Regions from separate parts of the Ovis aries genome. Here region 1 is linked to region 2. The links are chromatin contacts, called in public Hi-C maps. All regions are on one chromosome and are shown on one strand. The core of a region is the stretch at or near the end of the contact, and the rest is flanking DNA. Distances in the headings are between cores, read along the strand shown.

The links. Hi-C and Micro-C count contacts between places; a contact is called where the count stands out from the background.
Region 1: a contact with region 2 is called in a Hi-C map of tail adipose tissue, with 1.7 times the contacts expected there. The contact joins the promoter of CD44 here to the enhancer-like site in region 2. A contact is called at or near these places in 2 of 16 Hi-C or Micro-C datasets (blood and tail adipose tissue).

The regions. Positions count from the first base shown.
Region 1 is chr15:64,454,246-64,460,570 of ARS-UI_Ramb_v3.0, reverse strand. It overlaps CD44 (CD44 molecule (Indian blood group)), which reads right to left and starts at 2,788. Exons shown (of 11, transcript XM_060399518.1): 1 at 2,596-2,788. The coding sequence starts at 2,662.
Region 2 is chr15:64,326,893-64,332,914 of ARS-UI_Ramb_v3.0, reverse strand. It overlaps LOC132657831 (a long non-coding RNA gene), which reads right to left. Exons shown (of 2, transcript XR_009596541.1): 1 at 4,011-6,022. Among named protein-coding and RNA genes, the nearest start is that of TRNAC-ACA, 48 kb to the left of the region's middle. Within about 2 kb of position 3,189, at least 19 of the 54 cell types and tissues checked have an H3K27ac peak or open chromatin away from gene starts, as enhancers often do. A contact at or near this core is called in tail adipose tissue, where this site is marked.

The DNA.
Region 1 (6,325 bases), core at 1,539-4,038, 130 kb before region 2:
AACTGATGCTAACCAACCTCAGCGGGAATGGAGGTTGGCTTCGTTGCTGCTTCTCCTGGGAAAACACAGCCAAAAGTCTAACTCCCAGAAAGAGGGGTCTCTAAGGCTCAGAGGGATCAGAAGGGTGCCAGCCACCCCCAAAGCCCCAGAGCTCTTAGCTGCACCCCTCTTTCTAAACACCAGGGGCACAATTCTCTAGCAAGGACCTCTCACCCACAGAGGACAGGAGGCAGGCAGGTATAGAGGGCTCACTTCACTGCTCTTTATCCAGGGTTACTTTCGTCCTTCCACGTGTGAAATGTAGTTCAACAGATCTGTTCTCCAACTTAGAGTTTGGGTCCAACGCTGCTTAATTGTATTTGGCTATGTCTCTACTTCTTGCTTTTCAGTATGAAGATCAGACCCTTTCTTCCTCCCCAAAGCCTTGCCACTTGCTGAAATGTCCACATTGTCCTCTGGAGCCCACCACCTTCGCTGGTGGGGCACCAGAAGAGTCTTCCCGCCTCCTCTTTGTCCTTCCTCTCTCTGCCAGCCCAGCCCGAGCCCACTGTTAACTCACATCTCCTTCCCAAGTCTCAGTTCCTTCCAAAGAGCTTAACAAGTGCATGAAAGCCTGGGCCCAGGCAGCTATCGCTACTGGCATTTTTTTGCGCTTCCTCCAAATGACGCTCCCCAAAGGGACCACGGAAACCCAGAGCAGGAGTAAGCCTGCCCATCTGGGGGGAAGGGAGGAACTTCAAGGGTCAGGACAGTGCCAAATATCAGGGGATGGGGCCCTTTAGAAGAATTTGCGCTACAGGATGGAAGGAGTCAGGAGTCGAAATCCTCAGAAGCAAAGCAGAAGATGCCCCAGGGAGGTAACATACAAATGGACTTCCTTATAGGCGAGAGAGAGAGAGAGAGAGAGAGAGAGAGAGAGAGAGAGACAGAGAGAGACAGAGAGAGACAGAGAGAGACACCAGCCTGGTTCCTCTTCCCTGAGGCCAGGCTCACAGCTCTCCCTGAAATCTTTCCCTGCTCTCTCCCATCCCAAGTCTCTCTGCCTTTCAAGAGATCCCTGGAGCTCCAGTTCCCCTTTGAAAGCCTCCTCTAAAGCCTCTGGTCCACCACCTCCTTCATAAAATCCTTTCTGAGTTTGTCCATATCACGCTGCTGTTTGTCCATATCATACATGCAGCTTAACCAGTGCTAACCAAGCAACAGGCAAAGAAGCTTGGTTCACAGAACCAGCAGTCTTCTGACTGTGTGAACACAGACAAGTCACTTAAGCTCTCTGAGCTTCGGTTTGCTGCCCTCCTGCAAAACGGGGCTAACGACAGGACACTTCTCAGTGGGCCATTGTTGAGGGTAAAACGAGATAACGCGTGTAAAGAATTTAGCACAGTGCCTGGCCCAGCCCAAATGTATAATAAATGGTGGCTGGTGCTGCCATTATGATTACTGTTAATTATTATTATTAATTATTACTTTTCTGATTCAGGAATCTAAATCCTAGACCCTCACTTATCCTCTCAGTCTAAAGTACCCCGGTAGGACTGTGTCTCTTACTTTCCTGGTACCCCCAGAGCTGGGTTTAATAAACACTTGCTGAGTAGAATTAACCATAGGTTGAGCTGTCTTAATGACCCAGCTGGCACTTCTTAAAAGAAAAATTAATTTTGCTAGCGATAAGCAAATCAGCCATGTAATTATCTGCACATATAAAGACAAAGAAAAGGAATGCTTGGAGTTCAGCCTTGCCAGAATACCTCACACGCAGCCACCCCCTCGACAGCCCCTGAGAAGAACGGACCCTGTGGGGATGGGATACAGGCGCCGGGATCCCTGATGCCACCCAGGAGCCTGCTTCTCTGTCCTGCTCCGAGGCTGCCAGGCACCCACTGGGAGCCACATGACTGTCTGGATTTCCCCTAACTGATTGGCAGCCTGCAGGAGGTTGCCAGGATGGAGCAGCTGGCCGAGTCACTGCCTATCCTACTCACACTCCCTGCCCCAGGCTGGCACCTCGTGGCGACCCAGAACCTTGCCACAGAGAAGGTTCAAGTTCCCACAAGCGTTAAGATTGTTCGTGACTGGAGCCAACTGTAAGAGCTTTGGAACCTAGGTGAAATGGGAGAGCCACAGGAACGCGGGACCCCATTCTGGGAAGCTTGTTGCCACCAACCCTCACAGAGGGCAACAGTGCCCACCTCTATGGCCACCTCGCTAGCACCCCTGTCCCTACCCCAGCCCCTGTCCCTGCCCTGCGCAGCCTGGCTTGAAGTGCCCTTGGGCACAGGAGTGTGTTAGTCCAGACAGGCTGCGCGCACCCAGGAGTACAGTTCCTTGTGCTCCACCGGCTCCAACCACCCCACCCCAAACCGCGCGCCAACAGCCTGCTGCCCAGCAAACTTTTCTGCGCCCTTTCTTTTTGCCGTTCCACAAAACGGTGCTTCCCAACGACAGGCTCTCCAAGAGCTTAGCGCAAATCCTCGCCCGGTCCTCCTTCGCCAAATCCCAGCCGCTCGCCGCCCACTTGACCCCGACCCCGCCAGGGCCAACGGAGCCCGCCCGGCTGGGTCCGGGCCACTCCCTCCCGTCCGGGCGGGCACTCACCGATCTGCGCCAGGCTCAGCTGCACGAGGCAGAGTCCCCAAGCTGCGCGCCACCAAAACGTGTCCATGGCGTCGGAGCGACCGACCGAGCGAGCGGAGTGGAGCCGGAGGGGCCGGGCGCTGGGCGGGGGCCGGCGAAGCACGGGGCAAGCAGGGCGCCCGAACCTGTCGGAGGCTGGGGTCCGGCTGGCAATGAGGGCGCCTCGGAAGTTGGGTGCAGTTTTTATTCGAGGGTTGAGAGTGACCTAAGAGGGAGGGAGCGAGGGAGGACACACCCAAGCGAGGGGGCTGTGACTAAGCAGCCCGCAGAAGTTTAAAGACGTACCAGCTCTCCTTAGCCCTGGCCCCTCCGCCCCCGCCCCGTTCTCCCCCGAGATAATAAAGCGGGGTGTCTGGGCGCGCACCCCGGAGGGCCGAGGGGGTCCCCGTGCACCCAGGACGCACCGACTTTTCTCTCCTGGCGGCTGGGAGCGCAGCCTCTGGACGCAGGAGGGAATAACTGAGTCCTGAAACCTCGCCCCTTTGGGTTCAGCCTCTGGCCTCTCCCCTCCGCGAAGTTTCTCTTTTGACTCAGGCTGGGGAACTCTTCTCTGTGGGTTTCACAGGCAGCTGGATATTCTGGGAGAGGGGCTGGGACCGTGGAAGTGTGGTTTTCCCCTGCGCATGGTCGGGAGCTTGCGATTCTTCCAGGGAAGGGAGGAAGAGCTCGTCGACCTTCCCTTGAAAGAGAAGGGAGTTCATTAACACGCTTCGGGTGGACTTTTGATTCTTAGCAGGACTGCTCAGGGAAAGCTAATGGTAGCCAGCCACGGGGCTGGTATTTGGCTCTACTGACCTGTACATCATCTTCCGGTCCCAGGCTGGCACCTGGTTCCGTCTATCCATTCCTCCTTGGCTTACTCACACTCTCACTCATCCTCCCAAACACCCACGGGTTCCTCTATCTACCCATTTTATCTTGTGTCTCTCCAGGGCTCACACATCTATTTACCCTCCTGTCCATCGGTATGCACTGACATGCACCCAGCCTCCTGTCCAGCCATTCTGTCTACCCATCCATCAACCACATCTTCTTCCAACCACCCTCCCATACAACTTCTCATCCATCTATTAATCTTTTCACATCTCTTTGTAAAGCCACATCCATCTATATACTATTCTCCCCTCCATCCATCCATACCCACATATCTGTTCATACATGTACTCACACATTATCTATCCATCCATCCATCCATCATCTACATATCCATTCATCATTTTACCCCTCCTCTCACCCACCCACACATCGATCCCTTCTTTCTTGGTCCCGTTTATATTCCTATCTACATGAATATTAATCCACTTTCTATCCTAATCTATTCTACTCAGCAAATCTCAGAAAAGGGAGGAGATTGTCATATTCCTCATTTTGAGTTTGAAAAAATCATACTTTGCACTATAATTCCATATCTATCTGTAACATTGTGATACAATATTTGAAAAGCAAGTGCAGCATTTATTGCTAACTTGGACTACTGAATCTGATACCAGAAACTGTGAAGAGACCCTGAAAGAGCCTTGCCAGCATTTTTAAAGCAAAGTAACCACTTTTTTATTTTGGAGAGCAATTGGAACATTTGATCAGATAAAAAGATTGAAGGAGGACAGCAAGATATGAGGCTAGGGGGTAAGCAGGGGCCAGTTTGTAAATTATACTAGGAAGTTTGAGCTTGATCCCTAAGAAACAGGAAGTCAATGAAAGTTTACTTTGCTGTTGCTGTTGTTGTACTAAAATACACCTAATAGAAAATTTAACATTTTAGCCATTAGGTAGCTTTTCATGCAGTCATGAAATTGTGCAGCCATCCCTACTGCTTTAGTTCAGGCTGCCATAACAAAGTACTATAGACTGGGTGGCTTAAATGACCGATTTATTTCTCACAGTTCTGGAAGCTGAGAAGTCCACGATCAGGGTGCCAGTATGGTCCGGTTCTGGTGAGAACACTCTTCTGGTTTGCAGAGAGTCATCTTCTCTGTCCTGTCCTGTCCTCACAAGAGGGAGAGAAGGGGATGGAGGGCGAGAGAGAGGACAAGCTCTCTTGTGTGCATCTGCTTATAAAGGCACTAATCCCATTCACGGGAGCTCCACTCACATGACCTAAACTACCTCTCAAAAGCCCCACCTCCTAATAGCCTCACACTGGAAGTTAAGATTTCAACATATGAACTTGCAGGGAGACAAACATTTAGAACAAATGCTATGTAGTTCAGTGTGAGTTTTGAGTTGGGAAGAGCCTGCTTGACTAGGGGCTGTTCCTCTTGCATTTTCAGGGAGAGTATTTGGAGCTGAAAGATCGCTGGACTTACTGTTCCCCAGCTGCTCAGTGGCTGACATTCCACGTCCAAAGGGGTGGCCCGTCTGAAACAAAGAGCCCCACTTGACCAACAGGTATGCTGATAAACGCTACAATAGTAGCTGACTTGGCCGAGCCATCTGTGACCAAGAGGACACTTTCCTTCAGCAACTGGGGGCAAACTGGCTTCCAGGCAGATCTTCAGGCTCTGATCACGTGAGAAACCAGCCCTGGTGAGTTTCGTGGAGAGAACACTGGACAAGGAATGACCGTGGCTGTTTTGTGTCACTTCCAGGGTTTTCAGCTTTTTTTCTTGTTTGTTTTGTTTTGGAGAAGAGGGGGAAAGTGGAATGGATATTTGTAGTCACTAGAAAGACTGGAAACAATGTTTGTCTTTCTGTTCCATGCATGGAACTAGGTATTTCCTTGGAGACTCCTCAGAAACATACACAGGGATCAAAGCAAAGGCTTAGGTGTGGGCTATGCCTCCCCCATGGGAGAAGGAAATGGCAACCCACTCCAGTATTCTTGCCTGGAGAATCCCCAGGATAGAGGAGCCTGGTGGGCTGCCATCTTTGGGGTCGCACAGAGTTGGACACGACTGAAGCGACTTAGCAGCAGCAGCAGCATGCCTCCCCCACTAGAGTCCCCATCCCAGCCACAGAGCTCCCTCTGGCATCAATGTTATACACTAGACTGCTGAATGAGATTTCATTTTGACAAAGAATTTGACTTCACGCAAATATTAAAAACCACTATATTGGGTCATCTTGAACCTTGGTCCCCTTTGCACTTGTGCAGTAAACAATCAGCAAAGGAAGAAACGTGTATGAAAGTGTTTTACAAACTGTAGAGGGGCATGCAAATTCTCGGGCATCATAGTTAGGATTCTTCTCCCAGGGGAGATCTTTTGCTAGCCTGCTTCCCGACAATTCAGTGCTGGACTGAGGTTGTTTGCCCCCATGCCGCAAATGACTCATTTCAAACTGCCCTGGTGACTTACTGAGTCAGGGCCACCCCTTGGGAATTCCTGGATCACCTCTCAGAGCAAACCCCACTCCCTTTCCACCCCCGACACCTCTCCTTTACTCTGCCCACACCACTGGCCTCACCAGGACTTTCCCTGCTCTTCTCTGAGCCTCTGTAAAGCTTGTATCTACAAAATTGCTATTTTTAGGTGGTCAATGTCTATTGCAGGGGATACTTTTCTAAGCCAAACTATGAGACATGGGAAAGTAAAAAAGAGAGCTTGAATTGATCTGGGTTGACGTGAGATTACACTATTTGGGAAGAATCCAGGATGGAATCAGCAGCCTTGGATGAGGAAACCCCAAGTCTGAGCCTCAGCTCTCCCGCTTATCAGTCGGTGACTTTATTTGGGTCTCTTAACCTCCGGGA
Region 2 (6,022 bases), core at 1,940-4,439:
AGAGTCAGGCTGTCTCATTAAAATTTGGATGAACGCCCTCTGTCATAGCTTATTTATATAAGTAGCTTTCTTAAATGGAGAAGGAAATGGTAACCGCTCCAGTATTCTTGCCTGGAGAATCCCATGGACTGAGGAGCCTAGCAGGCCACGGTCCATGGGGTCACAAGAGTCGGACACAACTTAAAGAATAAATGACAATGATGAGCTTTCTTAAAATCAAATCAATGGCTCTGACTAACAAGACATCCACATCAATGTCCCACAGCCATTGAAACAGCTACTCCTTCCTTATGTGTGTGTGTGTGTGTATATATATATATAAATATTTATATATATAAATATATAATATATTTTCCCTAATATAAATATAAATATATATAATTTAAATTATATATATAAATATAAAATATAAAATATTTTCCCTAATACTGGTAATTTGTGTGGGTTTTTTTTCCCTTGATAAATCTTGCTAGGGGATTAAAAATGCTATTAATCTTTTAAAAAACTGATTTATTTTATTCATTTCTACTTTCTATTTTATTGGTTTCTGTTCTCAAGTATTTCCTTTCTGTTACTCCTTTTGGCTTTAATTGACTCCTTCCTCCCTCCATATATTTTGCACATACAACAAACATTGGCTGAGATGTGTCAGCTGCTCTGAAGGGCAAGATTAAACAATTAAACTTCATTTATGATTTCCATGAACCCCCAAAAAGAAAAAAAAAAATCAAAGCACAACCATCCGTGTCACATTGAACTTGGAAGGAAGTATAAATAAAACATGCTTTGAACAAAAGCTGCTGGAATATGGAAAAATCTTTCCTAGCCAAGGCTCGCCTTTGAGGTTCACTCCAAAACCAGGCAACCACTAGAGATAGTTGGCCCATAATTTTGAGTGTCTGAAGTGCAGCAATTCCAGTTCATGAGCACTAATGTAATTTGTGAAAACAATGCACGCATCACTGGCATCAAACTCAAAGCTTAACAAGATCTCTCTTCTCCTGAGTGTAGCGTTGGCTGATTGCTCTGAGTCATTAAGTTGGAAGAGACACTCAAGGAGGATGCATTGGAGGAGCACACCAAACCAGGTGATTTAATTATTTCTCACATTTCTCTCCTCTTGGTAGCTAATTAGCAACATTCCTTTCGCTCCCTTATCTCTTTTGAGGTCATATCAGCAATTATCGCCCTCCAGTTTATGCAAAAACTACCTGAATAACTCACAATGCAGAAGAACTTATCTGCTTTCTTCCATTTCCTTTTGCCTAAGAATGATTAATAAAGAAATATTTCAAACATACAGCAAAATAGAGAGGTCAATAAAACCACCCAGATTTAACAGATGGTAATGCTCCACTGCACATACTTAATAATGCTTAAAAAAGCTCTTCAGTCATCCCTGCCACTTTTACAAGAATATTTGGCCTTTTGCTATAACATATCTTAGGCACACCTCTTTGTGCATAACTCTCTACGTCTCCCTCTGAAGCAGCTGCAGAGCTGTCAGCTCCACGGTCTTTATTGTTGCAGTATGGCCAACTCCACAGGGCAGGGGTGAGACCTGTGTGCGGCGTTTGCAGCATAGTTTGGGGGCCGTACAGATCTGAGTTCCAAACTCCTGTCAACTAGCCGAGTGAATGTGGACAAATGTCTGTACGTAGTTTCTCACTTGTAAAACAGGAATAACAATACCTCCTTGTAGAGATGTTGGAAGGTGATATAAATAAAGCATTAGAAGAGTACGCAGCACATGGTTAAGTGGTTGTTATCAGCTTATCTGTTGTATACATACCGAACAATCCTTATAAAGCTTGCGTCCATATCCAACTGAGACTATATTTACCAGGAACGAGCCAACCACTATCCAGATAATTAACAATTCCTTACCTGCAGACTAATACATATCACCTTGGTATGTAAAGCCAGATATAGCCCAGTGAAATGGCACTCTTTTCCTGTAATAGTTGGAGGTGGCTTTTTCCCATGGTTTTGATTTCAATAACAAAATCAAATTTTATAGTTTTATAGCACTTACTTTGATGTAAAGCCAAATTAGCCCATGAGATAAGGCAGCAGATTATAAAAGCAAGGTGCCTTATGATCATGGACATTATTTAGTTGTCTTTTTTAACATTTATTTTCTTTTTTAACTGAAGGGCAATTGCTTTACATTTGGTTGTTTCTATAAGCATCTCCTTTTTGTATCCTTAGGTTTCTTTATTATTTGTCATTAAAACAAATTACCCTTAAAAAAAAAAAAAACTACATTTTTAAACTCAGTTTCTCAACCGTGGCTGAGGCTCAAAGGCACCTGTTATCCATCCCAAGGTCCCCACCCAAGACACACTGGACTCTCTGGGAGTGATGGGGTGGGGAGAATAAGATGAATGGGATTAACGTTCCATTCAAGTGAGGCTGTTGTAGACCCAGAATTGAGAATCGCACTGGGTTAACTACTTGAAATGGTACCTAGAATCTGAAAGGCAGTATTAGATTTGGAAATTAATCAGAAAAATCCTTCTATATATTTTTTTCCTTCAATAGCTTAGCAAGGATGCTTGCTATCCCAAGTTTTCTGTTGCAACTTACGTCCTCCATAGGAATGAAGGGTATGTACAGTCCATCCAGGCACAGTGTAAATCAAAACACATGCCAATCTCTGGAAGGAAAGTGTTCGGACCATCTAACTGGATTCCACTAGAATGAGTCTGTGAGACACCACACTGAAGTAATTGAAAACCAACCCCTCTTTAGGATAGCCAAAACATACAAAAAATTGGATTTAACTCAATTTTCAAAAAGAAATTGCTTCTAATTGCATAATGCATACATCATATCCTTCTGCAAACAAAAACACACCAAATGTCAGAACCTGGCCTGAGAGTACACTGGTTTCCAGCCCTGAATGTGTTGCCTATTCCTGCCAAAGCTCACCTTTCCTCCCCCCCTCTTTTATTCCCATGAGCTGCATGCTCTGAGGTAATCGGGCAGAAAAGTACATCTGAAGATGGAGACCATTAAGAAATCACGCTTCTCTTTATTTATTACAGTCTCCATGGCGAGAGCAAAATAAAAGAAAACTGTTTCAAAGCAACAACAATAAAGGAAGTAGCGTCTCTCTCGGGCAGGCAAATCTCAGAAACTATGCTGCTCAGCGTCAGATGATGCCGTGTGCCCTGCCCCACATGGAAGTGCATGACTCCCCATGGGGCTGGCCTTATGCAGACACACAAACTCCAGAGAGCCGGAACCCGCTGCTAGAAGGTGCCGACTTTTATGCTGTCTCTGGGGATCGGGTTGCTAAGCTTCTCTTTCAACTGACTTCCAGATATCAGATGTGAAATCTCTGGGGCTTTCCAGGCCACCTAATTCAAAGTAATCAGGAACCTGAGTAGGGTCAGAATGCTGGCTGACCTCTTTCAACAAACAGGGACCTAGACTTTGGGCTGCTGAGACAGCCAGTTCTATAGCTCTGGACAAGAGTCAGCAGAATTTCTAATGCTTGAGGCAGGCAACTCCAAAGCTTGGCCCTCTCCCTCTAAGAAATTGGGGTCTCCAGACTTTTTAGTAACATAGTAGTATATTCCCTCATCCTTACTGTATCACTTTGGCCGTGTATTCAAGTCCTTTGACCCATATCAATTGCAGCGAGTTGCTTCCCCTTTAATAAAGGCTTTGAGTATCTAATCATAAATTTTCTGAACCATCTAACCCAATGACAGTATTCTCCCTGGTTAGCTTCCAAGAGTCCCCACCCCCTTTCCACTTTACCCCAGAAGAAAGTGGAAAAATAGGCAGAGAGAATGGTGAAACAGTAGTTTCTAATAGTTTGCTTGCTTTTTTTTTTCTAAAGGGAGGAAATTCCCTTTGTGGATTACTTAGAGCAAAAATGCTATCTCGGCTCTGGACTTGCCCCTATAGTCATTAACGTTGGTACTTTTAATTTAGTTTTGTAGGTTCCCTTTGCTTAAAAACCCAGGGGAAAAAACCCAACTCTTTAATTTACTCACATCCTGCTGGGCTTTCTCAGGCTAATCATTTTCACACCAGCATTAACTGCAACATCCTAGTTAGAAGCAAAAGGGGAGACAGGTCTACTGGAGGTGGCCAGACCGCTGAGGGAAGGAGGTCCATGCCTCTTGCCGGAAGTCAACACCAGGGCCACCCTCAGCTATTTCAAAGGTCAGCAGGCGCAGTCCTAGAAGAAAACACTACACTTACTTTCCAACCTGCAGAGCTCAGGGAGGCATAAAGATTCAATTAAGTAAATTAACTGACAACATGTGGTAACTGCCAGTTCCTGAGAACCCAAGAGATAAATAGGAAGTTATCCTCACCCTTCAGGTGACGGAAGAATTTATCTTGATGCAACAAAAATAACTACTTTACAATATTGTGATGGTTTTTGCCATACATCAGTATGAACCGGCCATAGGCATACATGTGCCCACCTCCCTCCCCACCCGATCTCTCCACATTGTCACAGAGCTCTGGCTTTGGGTGTCCTGCATCACACAGCAAACTCGCACTGGGCATCTATTTTACATACGGTAATGTATATGTTTCAGTGCTATTCACTCAAATCATCCCACCCTCTCCTTCTCCCACTGAGTCCAAAAGTCTGTTTTAAATAAATAAACATTTTTAAATAGGAAGAAATAAAGCAAGCGTGTGCTTTGCAGACTTGGAGAGGAGCTCTCCTCCTCGTCCTGGGGTGACCCTGGGTCCCTGGCTCTGGGAGACCACTTGACCAGCAAAGTTGACAGCTGCCCCCCTCCCCCTCCTCCCCCTACACAGAAGTATAACCTTTGTAACCATGGCAACTTAAGCCTGTGGACTAGTGTTATCCAAAGGGTGACTTTTCTTTCTTTCCTATCATGGCAGTTCACACTGCTTCATCCTGATCTTTAGACTGAGGTTCAGTCACAATGAAATGGATGTTAAGGGTGATCAAGAAGGAGCCAATGAGGGGAGGAGGCAGAAGAGGCAGTCAAGAGGGTCCCTACTCTGTCTGGTTGATAAGGACAGTTAGGATCTTGGGGGAGGGATGGTGAGAATATTATGTTGGTACTGTGTGAGAGAGGATTATATAATAAAAGATGCCCATTTTACTGCCTGGCTGCCCAACTGAATAGGTTTATAAACCACAGGTCTCTTTTCTAAGTCCTGGCTTGCAAATCCACTTCCCCCTCCTCCTGTGCAGCCCCCCTTGGTCACCGTAAAGTCATCACCTCCCACCAGAGTCCCAGGGCCCTCTAAGTAGGGGCATTCTGGCTCCTGGCTATTTGTAATTTCATCCTCTGAAATCCTGTGTCTCCTCCTGAGTTTGCACACTGACTCAGGCATTATATTCTTAAAACTATAAAGTCATCCCCTTTATGCCCATTCAGAAAGCCTAAGCAGAAAAGACTAGTTCATCTGAGAAACAGCCAGCTTGCTATATGGAAATCTGATCCTCTCACTGTCCACAAACCATGGACCACAAAAAGATGCCTCAGTTGGCAGAGCTCAAATGCTTGACCTCCCTCTATCCCTAACAGCCATGTGACTTTGGGAAAAGTTCTGTCTTTTCTTTGGATTTAAGTTTTCTCCTTTATTAAAAAAGGGCAACAACCAGCCCTACCTCTTTCGGCTATAAATTCTATGTTTGGAATTGCAAGGGGGAAGATCTGAGAATCTGCATGGCAAATGGGCCTAAAAATAACAGTACCTAACACTCAAGTACTTCACATTTAATCCTCTCCAGCGCCCTGTGAGGAAGGTATAATTATGACCTTGGGTTTTTCAGATGGGAACAAGTTAGAGAGGTTGAGCAGTTTGCCCTGTGTCACACAGCAGTGGTGGAGTTGGGATAGGGACTCAGGCAGTCTGGCTCTAAGGTAAGTGCTTGGAACTACCATGGATACAGGGTAACAGGCAGATCAGAGGTCTCAACCTCCTCTTCACATGCTTAGGTGAGAGAAGAAGTGTGAAGATGACGGTTTACCTGAAAGTCAACAGCATGAACAAAGAGCCAAGAGGA